Linked DNA regions of Sus scrofa: region 1 is linked to region 2. Evidence: chromatin contacts called from public HiChIP or PLAC-seq data. All regions are on one chromosome and are shown on one strand. Each heading gives the region's core, a stretch centred on a gene start, on an enhancer-like site or on the middle of the called end of the contact. The rest is flanking DNA. Distances are from core to core; before and after follow the strand shown.

Region 1 (5,965 bases), core at 1,839-4,338, 100 kb before region 2:
TAGCTAAAAGCAACAATGTGTATGGATCTCAGAAAGAGAATACAGGAGTTCCCTGGTGGCCCTGTGGGTTAAGGAGCCAGCATTGGCAAGACTGTGGCTCAGGTCACTGGCTGCTATGGTGTGAGTTCAGTGGGTTCCTGCCCCAGGAATTTTTGCATGCCATGAGTACAGCCAAAAAAAAGAAAAGAAAAAGAAAGAGAATGCTGAGCAAAAAGTCAGACATTACAAGGAATGATGCCATGTACATGGAGCTCAGAAACAAGTGGAACTACGCTGTGCTGTTGGTTGGGAGAGTGCAGGATGATGGTTACCCTTGGGGATGAAGGGACTAGAAGAGGACATGTAGGGCCTTGTGGGGGCTGGTGACGTTCTGTTTCTTGATCTGGGTGTTCCTCCCACACATGTGTTCATGCTGTGAATCCATAAAGCTGTACACGCTTCTGTGTGTCCGTTACATGCTGATAAGAAGCTTACACTAAGTGTGCACCTCTGTTTGCATGTAGAGATGGAGGTGGGGGTATGGTCTTTTGTGGGTACAATTACACGTGCATTTGGGGAAAATGTGTACAAAGCATCACATCTGAAAGGTGGGCCTGGGTAAGTGTATCCCACACACACTGCCACATACAAGTGTGCATGTGCAACTACAGGTATGACACACATAGGTGGGTCCTTAAACAACACGCCCACGTCTCCACATGCAGGCATTCATTGTGGTGCCATGTCCATGCCTGCTGGGCGAGGGCTTATAGTATGCAGTGCCAGGGTGTGTGTGCCCATAAGTGCCACGTCCGAGTCTACACGCCAGGCACGTCCACACCCGAGTCTCTGCAGGTGCGTCTGTCTCATGCACAGGGGCTGCTGTCCCCGTGACTTGCCCTGCTGTGTCTTTGCATTTGTCCATGTGGATGTGTCCACTTCCAGGAGTCAGGCCCGGCTAGGCCTGGAGGACTCAGAGGCCCTGGGGAAAGGGCAGGGCAGGACTCACGTTGCCCAGGTCCAGGATGAAGCAGTCGCCACGGTTGAAGCTCTCCCAGGACACAGGCACCTCGGTGGCGCGGACCACACGCCGCCCTTTGACCTGGAAGAGTCTCTGCACCGCCACTTCGTTGGGTACCACGTGCTTGAATCCTGATGCCACGCCTCCTTTCTGTTGGTCAAGGAGACAGCGTTAGTCTGGGGAACAGGCCTGGGGAAGCAGGGACGGGGGAAGGATAGGGATGAAGTTTAGGAAATTCTGGCTTGGGCACCAGTGGCCTTCCAGCAGATTCCCTCCCCATTGCACCTTGCTGTCACCCCTTTGAATCTCATACTCTACTAACAAAGATCCTTGGGCTCCCTTTCCTGGATCAAAAAGCTGTAAACATTCTGTTTTCAAAACCTGCCTTTCCCAAGGGATATTCTAAAGAACTCTAATCAGGAGTTCCCGTCGTGGCTCAGCAGAAACGAATCTGGCTAGTATCCATGAGGATGCAGGTTTGATCCCTGGTCTTGCTCAGTGAGTTAAGGATCTGGCATTGCTGTGAGCTATGGTGTAGGTCACAGGTGCAGCTTGGATCTGTTGTTGCTGTGGCTGTGGCGTAGGCCTGAGGCTACAGCCTACAGCTACAGCTCCGATTCAACTCCTAGCCTGGGAACCTCCATATGCTATGGGTTGTGGCCCTAAAAAGACAGGAAAAAAAGAACTCTAATCTGCCAAGATATACCGCAAGGAAAGAGTTCCATGATCAAATAAGCACAAGGAATGCTCCTTCCTTGCCCCCTGACCACACGCAAAGCACATCCACACGATAAAAGCTCTGGGAAGCCCTTTGGTGATTGAAGCTGCCTTTTCTTTACATAGAACTTCCCTACTTTACTGAATCCAGAACTGCTTTTCTCCTTCACATCTTGCCTGCAATCTGCTTGCAGTGTTCTGCAAAACCCACTTTGAGAAGCCCTCGTCCAATGCTTTCCCATCCTTCAAGGCTCTCTAGGAGGACTGCTCCAGCCGAAACCATCCTCTGCCCTCCTCGACAGTGCTGCAGCAAGTCCCACTCAGCTGTGCCTTCAGAGGCAGCTGCAGGTAAGCGACAGAGCACCAACCTCAGGTTCAAGTCCCTGTCCTGGCACTACAGTGCTGGGTGACTTTGGGTAAGTCTCTTTCCCTCTCTGAGCCTCACGCCTCTCCCTTCTGCAATGGTGACATAAGCTTCTGCAGTGCCACCCCCTGTAGTGGGCACCAAGTCCCAGGGAATCTCAGGAAGGCTTCCTTTCAGGGGTCAAAACTGTCCTTGGTTCAGCAAAAGGCCAAGTAAAGTGGGCTGGGCTTCCTCATGAGCAGTCCCCAGCCCCAGTGCTCAGGGATCCCAGGCCCCAGGCCTCAGGGACATCAAATCAGAGCTGAGAAGGTCCTTACAGAGCTCCTCATTTTACTCATGAGTAAAATGAAGCCCAGAGATGTGAAGTGACCTACTCAACGGCACTCAGCAAGCGTGTGGCAAAGCTAAGGAGTAAAACCTTGCCTCTTGTTCACGATCTGGCACACGCCACCCTGGCAGCTAAGACCAGACGCGTCTCCCTGGCCACTAAAGCCAGAAATGTGGCCATCTCCTCCAGGCCTCTGGCTGCTGTCTCACTTTGCAGAGTGAAGCCAAGTCTGACTGGCTGCACTGAGCCCACGAGGGCAGGGACAAAGGGAGAGAGGATAACCGGGTTCCCCTTAGGGCTACACACAACAGTGAGCCATACAGAAGTGATTGTGAAATGATAATGCCTGCTGGGCTGGCATTTTGCATGTGTCATCTCTGAGGGGGGTGTCATTATCCCCATCTTATGAGGATGAGGAAAGCAGATCCCAGAAGTGAAGAGACTGGCCCAAGATCTCAAAGCTAGTAAATGGTGGAGTTAGAATTCAAACTCAGGTGTGACTAAGTCTGTAAGGCCCACTTTCCCCCCCCAACATCAGGTGTTCTTAGAGTGAACATTACTAGGGTCACCCAGGAAGGGAGGCAGGAATAATCAATCCACTGTTCAGAGCAAGCTCGATCAAGTAAAAAATGTGGTGGTGTGGTTTTCCCTCCTGTTGTGAGCTGAGCGCCCCCTGGTGTCCTTTCTAGGTACCAGCATGAGGCTTTCAAGAGCATCCCCTTGGGCTCAGCAGGGTGGCCAAGGTATTCACAGAGCCTTTCTTTCCACCTGCCTTCAGGGGCCCTCCTGCTGGGGAGCAGTAAGGAAGGGCAGCTGGGGAAGATGCAATACCCTGTACTCACTTGGTAATGACTGCAGAGGCTTCCTCGTACTAAGCCCCATGCTTTGTGGCACCTGCTTTGTGGATATGCAATGTGGTCCCCACAAGACCCTGAGTTAGTGACTCCCTTTACCCCACTTCTCAGGCAAGGAAACTGAGGTCAGACCCCATGCCCAGGGTCCTAGCGAACTGGGGGAATATTTACCCTGAAGTTTGCCCTTCCAGGGACCAGCCTCCCACAAGTCTGCTAGCCCAGGAACTCCTGAGAGTCTGTGGGCAGCACTGAGCCTGGGACCTCATTCAACTAGAGATAAAGAGACAGTGGATCTGAAAAGTTTTTCCAAAAGATACTAGACAGACACACAGACCATTTCCATGGATTCCTCAGAGAGGAGGAAACGGGGGAAAGAGGGAAGAGAAAAATCTTTAAAACTTTTTTTATACATCTCTAGAATATTTTACTTGTTCAAGTGTACATTTATTCTTGGGGATTTTTGTTTGGTTTTGTTTTGTTTTGTTTTTTGTTTTGGGGGGGTTGTGTTCTTTTTAGGGCCATACCCACAGCATATGGCAGTTCCCAGGCTAGGGGTCTAATCGGAGCTACAGCTGCCGGCCCACACCACAGACACAGCAATGCGGGATCCCAGCCAAGTCTACGACCTATACTACAGCTCACAGCAACGCCAGATCCTTAACCCACTGAGTGAGGCCAGGGATCGAATCTGCGTCCTCACGGATACTAGTCAGATTAATTTCTGCTGAGCCACGATGGGAACTTCACAAGCATTTATTCTTTATTGAAAAATAGAGGGAGCTCCTGTTGTGGCTCAGCCATAATGAACCTGACTAGCATCCATGAGGATGTGGGTTTGATCCCTGGTCTTGCTCAGTGGGTTAAAGGTCTGGTATTGCCATCAGCTGTGTCGTAGGTCACAGATGCAGCTCGGATCCCACGTTGCTGTGGCTGTGGTATAGGCTGGCAGCTGTAGCTCTGATTTGACCCCTAGCCTGTGAACTTCCATATGCTGCACAATCAGTCCTAAGAGCAAAAAGAAAAAAAAAAATATAGAAACTTTCTTTTAAAAAAGGAAAAAGATTGTTCAATGTCATAAATCTCAGTTCCAACAAATTCTTTTCTGTGAATTTATAAATTAAAAAAATACTTGATTTCTAGTGAATGTGGACAGGCATTTCCTGATTAACTCCTCTAATCTTACTGATCTAGGAAATTAGACTTGGAGAGATTAGTTAACAAAAATGAAAGTAAGCTCTTAGGAGACGTTTGCAGATCGCCAAGTACAAGCATAGGACTTTTTTGAAAGTTTTACAATTTTTCACTCTTTTTACTATAACATTTAAGACTGATGTTGCTTTCTATGGTTTAATCATCAAGTGGGCAGAGATTGGCATCAAATTATTTGAACAAAATTTAATAGGATAAATTGACAGATCACTGTCAATCAACTATAATAATTTTTTTTAATTTAATAGGATATTATTTTAAAAGTCACTTTCAAAATTAAAGTGATGATATATATATGTGTGTTCTCTATATATGAATAATACATATTTATATGTTCATATATAGAGAAAAATTATGTACCATTTGGTGTATATCTCCCAGAGTAGAATCATGGGGACTTCCACTTTCTAAAAGCTCTATTTCTATGTTTGACATTTTACTATAAGCTTGTATTACACTTGTAGTTAGAAGAAGGAGAAAAGCTATAAAAATCTACAATTTAAAATATGTTAAGCTGTTTCCAAAACAGAGAAAAACCTATTGATGGGGGCTGGTCCTCGCCACCTGCTAAACTCAGGGTTCCTTAGCTAAGAAATGGGATGGAGAATAGGAAGGGGCTCAGTGATTCTGTGGTTTCCCATTGTGTTCCTTGAGGCCAGGGGACTGCGCAGCTCAGACCTGCTTAAACAAAGGGTTTCAAATAACCCAGCCCCAAGGGGTCTCTAGGGTTCTGTCTGGGAATCAGGAGGAAGGAGAGAAGGGATCAATGGCTCTGAACAATGCAGTGACTTTTAAGGCTTTGGGCGTCCCAGCTCAGGACAGGCCAGTCCCAATGGTAGCTCTTTCTAGCAGCTCTCATCCCCTCTCTGCCCCTTCTCACACCCCGAGGACAGAATTAGCTCTGAGGAGCAGGCTTTCACAGAAACAAGTCTTGCATAACAGGCTCTGCTCCTTGGAGATCTATAATTGATGAGGGCGCCAGGCCAGGAACCTTGGGGCTGGGCCTGCCAAGTGCGGGGGCAGCTGGAGGACTTGCGGAGAAGGTGGAAAACAGGACTAGCCTTGGATCTCACATTCCCACCAAAAGCCAAGGCCTTTCAGGACTGAAGTCCCAAAGGCAGGCCTGGGTTGGGAACCCACCCCTTGAAGCCTTCCTCGGAGTCCAGTCCAAGAACATCTCGGAAGAACCACCAGAGGGTGGAGGTCCTAACGATGCAGATTCCTAGGTTCCATCTGAGCTGAGATCAGAGACCAGGGAGTCTTCAAATGTCCACTGAACCAGCTCTGTACTGAGCCCTTCACACCTGGGTCTAAATTCCAGCTCTGTCACTTATCAGCTGTATAAGCTGCTTAGCTTGTCCACAAGCTGCTGTCGTCCACACAGCAGCAGTGAACAGGCACTATTGTTTTTGTTTTTCTTTTTTTTAGGGCCGCACCTACGGCATGTGGAAGTTCCCAGGCTAGGGATCAGGCTAGGGGTCAAATAAGAGCTA
Region 2 (6,059 bases), core at 3,178-5,677:
CAAACATCATTTCATCAGTAAATTTTTTACTATTGGTAATCCTTTAAACTCTAATAGTAAGTACAGAGTTTTAATCTAGTTTTGTTTTCCTAAGTACTTTTCTTCTTAGGACAGAGGTGCAGTGCAGTATTAGAGTGCTTTTGCAGTACTGTATTAGAGTGCTTTATTCATGGCGTGACATAATTAGCTGGAAAGTTTTGTCTTTCTCTTGACACATAAAGGAATCCAAGTTTTTTTTCTTATCACTTTTTTTTTGGTCTTTTTTGCCATTTCTTGGGCCACTCCCGCGGCATATGGAGGATCCCAGGCTAGGGGTCGAATTGGAGCTGTAGCCGCCAGCGTACGCCAGAGCCACAGCAACGCGGGATCCGAGCCTTGTCTTCAACCTACACCTCACGGCAACACCAGATCCCTAACCCACTGAGCAATGCCAGGAATCGAACCCTCAACCTCATGGTTCCTAGTTGGATCCGTTAACCACTGAGCCACGAAGGGAACTCCTCTTATCACTTTAATTTATGTAAAACTGCAACATAAAATATCTCTTAAAAATGAGGTTTTTTTTTTAAGCAGGTCTCAGAAATGAGTGAATTATTTTCAGAGGTTACATCACTGTTGAAGAAAGGAAACTGACCACTCACTTGATTAGATTGGTATAATTAACTACCAAAGTTTTGTGTTCACTTAATTGACAAATCAAGTGGGCTTGTAAACAAACCAAAATGCTTCTCTTCTTGAGTTCCATGAAGGGGGATGTTCCTGAGATGCACGCACACGTGTTGAGACACACACACACACACACACACACACACACACACACACACACACTTATTGTATTGTCAAAGCCTGGTGTAAATCTTTGCGCTTAGTAGATAATTAAAATATATTTTTATATTGGAATCACAAAAGTGGTCTATTTTGGCTCAGGTGTTTTTTAACAGTGTTTTGCATGTTAAAAAATTTAGTAATTAATCTTAACAATAAGGATCAGAATTTAAATCCCCTGGAATATTTGGGGGTTGTTTTTTTCCTTTGTTGTCTTGAATCAGTTATGCAAAAATTACACAGTAACATCTTATGTTCTAAGTGTAGAATAAAATAGCTATGTAGCAGTTGTGAAAGGATTAGTCAGACATAGTGCATAAGTCAACACAGTAAAGAGTCATGCCATTAAAAAAAAAAAATGAAAAAAATACCCTCAATTATTGGGGTTTTTATTGTTCTTTTTTTGAGTCTGATCACATGAGTGACTTGATATAATGTTCCCTATATTACTGGTAAATGTGGAAGTAATGTTGGAAATGTTATGAAAGGGATTTTTGGTTTTTCTTTGTTTATTCTTGTTTGTATTAGAAATATATAAAAGTGTTTTAAAATATTTAATACCCCTTTGTTTTCTCTACTTTTAATGTTTTAGAGAATTACCAATGAATAGAGTATATGCTTAGTGTCAGCATACAGATATACAAAGAAAGTTAGTAATTTCCCCCCTTTTTTTCCCTCTCAGCCCATGTACTCATTTTTCACAATTTGGTGTGTATCCTTCCATATTGAATGCATGTAGGATTCAATGTGTGTATATGGTTAAAAAATGGGGTATGCTATTTCATAAAACTCTACATGTTTTTTTTTTTCCATTTAAAATCATGGGTATTGGCGTTCCCGTTGCGGCACAGTGGTTAACGAATCCAACTAGGAACCATGAGGTTGCGGGTTCGATCCCTGGTCCTTGCTCAGTGGGTTAAGGATCTGGCGTTGCCATGAGCTGTGGTGTAGGTTGCAGATGTGGCTCGGATCCCTAGTTGCTGAGGCTCTGGCGTAGGCCAGCAGCTACAGCTCCAATTAAACCCCTAGCCTGGGAACCTCCGTATGCCGTGGGGGCGGCCCTAGAAAAGGCAAAAAGACAAAAAATAAAAAATAAAATAAAAAAAATAAAATCATGAATATTATTTCCAGGTTAATATGTATGTCTAAATGGTTTTTAAACTAAATGCATATTATTTCATAGTATGGGTGTACTTTATTCAGTCATTTCCCTGTTGACAAAGGTATAGATTTTTTTCCAGGTTTTTTTGCTGTAGAAATGATGCATTAAATGCATTTGTACCTGTAACCTGTGGACTGATGTTTTTGTTTTTGTAGGCTACTTCTAAGTGAGTTGCTTGGCCAAAGGGTGATTTGGATTGTTTTTAAGATTTTAAGACATACTGATTACTTCCCTAAAATGTGGTCTTTCAGATTCCCCCAAGCAGAGCATATGAAAATGTCTACCTTCACATCTGTATCTGTACATTTCAGAGCTAGTCATTTATATGTATAGTTTTATGTGGAAGATGTCTGATTCAGTATATAGAGACAATGTTATTCTATTTTGGCACAACAATGATTAGTGTTTAATGTGCATTTAGTAACCATTTAGCTCTTATATGTATTTGTCTGGAAGTATATCCATGATACTGTTAAGTGAAAAAAGCATGTTGCAGAGTTTCATGCAATAGCTTATCCCATTTTAAATATATTTGTCACTTTAAAAGTAATATGTTTCGTATTAAAGAGATGAGGTGGAGAAATCCTTTGTTAAAGCATCATTAAGCTAAGTTAATTTTTAAACAGGACCACCCAACAGTTATTAGTATTTAATATGCATTTAGTAAACATTCTTCTTGACAGCCAGGAAGTTAGAACTAAATTTTACATGGACTGATAGTAAAACTATTACCTCATAACTTTTAGTACCTTTTTTTTTCTTCTTTTTGTCTGTGCCTGCAGCATGCAGAAGTCACATGCTAGGGATCAAATCCATGCTACAACAGAGACTATGCTGGGTCCTTAACTCACTGTGCCACCAGGGAACTCCAAAACTTTTAGTATTATCCTCCATCTTTCTCTGATTTTTATTTTTTGCTTTTATTTTATTAACCTACATATATATGCTGTTGATATGCTACTTTAGATAGAGAAAATCACGGGAGTTCCCGTCATGGCGCAGTGGTTAGCGAATCCGACTAGGAACCATGAGGTTGCGGGTTCGATCCCTGCCCTTGCTCAGTGGGTTAATGATCCAGCGTTGCTGTGAGCTGTGGTGTAGGTCACAGACGCGGCTCGGATCCTGCGTTGCTGTGGCTCTGGTGTAGGCTGGTGGCTACAGCTCCGATTAGACCCCTAGCCTGGGAACCTGCATGTGCCACAGGAGTGGCCCAAGAAATGGCAAAAAGACCAAAAAAAAGAAAGAAAGAAAGAAAATCATATTCTTGGGAATCAGGCCTTGGTTCAAGTTCCACCTCTGCCATTTACTGTCCTTGTTAATCAGCCAAATTGATGAATTTCCTCAAACTTAAGTTTCTTCAGTTTTTACATGGACATAATGTTAATGACTCCACAGAGTTGTAAGGATTATATAAGAGCGTATAGGGGAAGATAGTGCAAATCATCACATGGTTTACTCTCAAATGTTAGTTCCCTTCAGAAACTTTTTTGTTAAGTAGATAGAATATGAATTGTTATTACTAGTATTATCATTTATCCATATCTACTCTTCTTATCACAGTGCATCCTGCTTATTCAGAATATTAAGTTAGAACCCAGCGAATGAACTGGGAAGATTGTGTCTCAAAATACCACTGTGTAGTTTCATGGTGCATCTCATAACTGTGGAGGAGATCAGATAGTACAGTGATTAAGAGTTGGTTCTTTGCTGTCAAACCAGTCATAGGTTGAACACTTAGCTGTGTGACATGGGCATATTATCTATTGGGTCTTTCATTATCTGTAAAGTAATAGTCACTATTTTATAGCGGTAGTAGTGAGGATTAAATGAAACTGCATGTAAAGTGTTTAGCACATTGCCTGGCATACGTTAAGTGCCCAGTAAATGGCAATTAGTTTACAAATTCTTTATAATATATTTAATGATGCTTGTTTGAATGTAGAACTCTTTTCTTTAAGAAAAAGGTATTAAGGGAGATTTTATTTCTATGTGAATTTTATTCAAATTTTTTTTTGTAAAACATGGGACAAAGTGCATTTTATTCACACCAGTAGCTGCTGTGCACAAATTACAGAATATTACCAAGATTTTTAAGTTAGTGGGTGTTGTATTGAGTGGACTCCTGTTTTCACTGTTTGAACTGGACCAACATTTCTTGCTCTCCCTCCCCCCTCCCCCCCATTTTTGAGTTTTCAAAGTAAGTAAAGCAGAAGCACCCTTAAGTAATAGTGGAGAAACTTTTTCCACCTTCCAGAGCTAGTTAAAAATATATTCCTCACCTTAATATTGGTATGTTTCATGTTCAAGAAATGAGGTTGAGGAGTTCCTGTCATGGCACAGGCACAGTGGGTTAAAAATCCAACTGCAGTGACTCCAGTTGCTGTGGAGGCGTAGGTTTGATCTGTGGCCCAGCACAATGGGTTAAAGGGTCCGGTTGTTTCTGCAGCTGTGGCATAGGTCACAGCTGTGGCTCAAATTCAGTTCCTAACTGGGGAACTTCCATGTGTCTGGACGGGGCCACAAAATTTAAAAAAAAAAAAAAAAAAAAAAAAGGAGGTTGAGAAATCCTTTGTTAAAACAGTATTAAGTTTAGTTAATATTTAAAAGGAGCCACTTGAACATGGTTCTACTGCAAACACATAATTTTGAGTGAATGATGTCGATAAACTATAGGAGTCCATTTAAACCCAGCTAGTATCTTATTTTAGAATAAGAAAAGGAGGGCCTGTTGTGTTACTGGCTACAATCCTAGATATTTTTGCCTTCCTGTCTGCTGAAATTACTAAGAGTAGTTTTCCTTTGACTCTACTTATTAGGATTTTTGTTAATAATTTTTAAGAAACTTGAACCAGAAAATTGTATGGTGAGGTGGAGACAAGGTGCTGGTATTCAATCTAAAATATCGATCATTCCTTTTTTTTTTTTTTTTTGTCTTTTTGCCATTTCTTGGGCCGCTCCCGCGGCATATGGAGGTTCCCAGGCTAGGGGTCCAATCGGAGCTGTAGCCACCAGCCTACGCCAGAGCCACAGCAACACCATATCCGAGCCGCGTCTTCGACCTACACCACAGTTCGCGGCAACACTGGATCCTTAACCCACTGACCAAGTCCAGGAATTGAACCTGCAACCTCACGGTTCCTAGTCGGATTCGTTTCTGATGTGCCACAGTGGGAACTCTGATCACTCATTCTTATTTAGAAACAGTTTATACTAATTAATGCTTGGTAATTGAAAATATTTCTTCAAAATTAGTCATCTCAGTACATATTTAATTAATGAATGCTTCCGTGATACAAGCATTTGCAAGAACACAAATTAGTACAACTAGGATTGGTTTATAATTTCATGATTAGCTTTTAGAGCATTTCAAGTGGAAATTGGAATTGTTAGAGGCCATTATTTTAACGTAACAAAATGAAGGGAAATAAAGTATGTAACAGCTACAACTTTCAGTTAGAAGAGGGAAAGGGAATAGGAAAATGAAAAGTGGGAGAGCTTAGGAGTAACAGTAATTTAGAGGTGACTAAATAGTTAACTTTTCCCCAAGTTTGAATGGGGAAAAAGAAGTTTAACAGGAGTTAAAAATTAATTAGGAGAGAAGAGCCTGGGAGGAATGCAGCCCAAGAAGAAATTAGTAATCTTTAAATATCTTTTTTTTTTTTTTTAAGGTCCGCTCTTGTGGCATACGGAGATTCCCAGGCTAGGGGTCAAATCAGAGCCACAGCCTCCAGCCTACACCACAGCCATGGCAATGCCAGATCATAACCCACTGAGTGAGGCTGAGGCCAGAGATGGAACCCAAAACCTCATGGTTCCTAGTCAGATTCGTTTCCGCTGTTCCACAATGGAAACTCCTAAATATCATTTTAACTGTGAGATACGACTTTTTTCCCTTGTCTTTAGGATCTGGTTCAGAGATCTGATGAATAATACAGATCAATTTGAGCCTCAGGACCAAGTGCATTCTTAAAAATTTGAGTCCTCTCTTTCTGGAAAAAGGGAATCAAATTTGTATGATATTCAGAATCAGAGTTAGTTTAACTAGAAAAACTTCCTTTCCTGAAAGAAATTA

Evidence for each region. HiChIP or PLAC-seq counts read pairs in DNA pulled down with a chosen protein or histone mark.
Region 1: an H3K27ac HiChIP or PLAC-seq map of alveolar macrophages shows a contact between it and region 2. The contact joins two enhancer-like sites. A contact is called at or near these places in 1 of 5 promoter capture datasets (liver), 17 of 47 Hi-C or Micro-C datasets (alveolar macrophages, blood, brain and 11 more) and 2 of 2 datasets of contacts at active chromatin or transcription factors (alveolar macrophages and skeletal muscle).

What each region holds. Positions count from the first base shown.
Region 1 is chr1:261,349,369-261,355,333 of Sscrofa11.1, reverse strand. It overlaps GSN (a long non-coding RNA gene), which reads right to left. Exons shown (of 18, transcript XR_002337470.1): 5 at 989-1,150. Among named protein-coding and RNA genes, the nearest start is that of STOM, 55 kb to the left of the region's middle. Within about 2 kb of position 3,088, at least 3 of the 83 cell types and tissues checked have an H3K27ac peak or open chromatin away from gene starts, as enhancers often do. A contact at or near this core is called in alveolar macrophages, where this site is marked.
Region 2 is chr1:261,248,184-261,254,242 of Sscrofa11.1, reverse strand. It overlaps a transcript of RAB14 not described here. Among named protein-coding and RNA genes, the nearest start is that of RAB14, 5.2 kb to the right of the region's middle. Within about 2 kb of position 4,427, at least 5 of the 83 cell types and tissues checked have an H3K27ac peak or open chromatin away from gene starts, as enhancers often do. A contact at or near this core is called in alveolar macrophages, where this site is marked.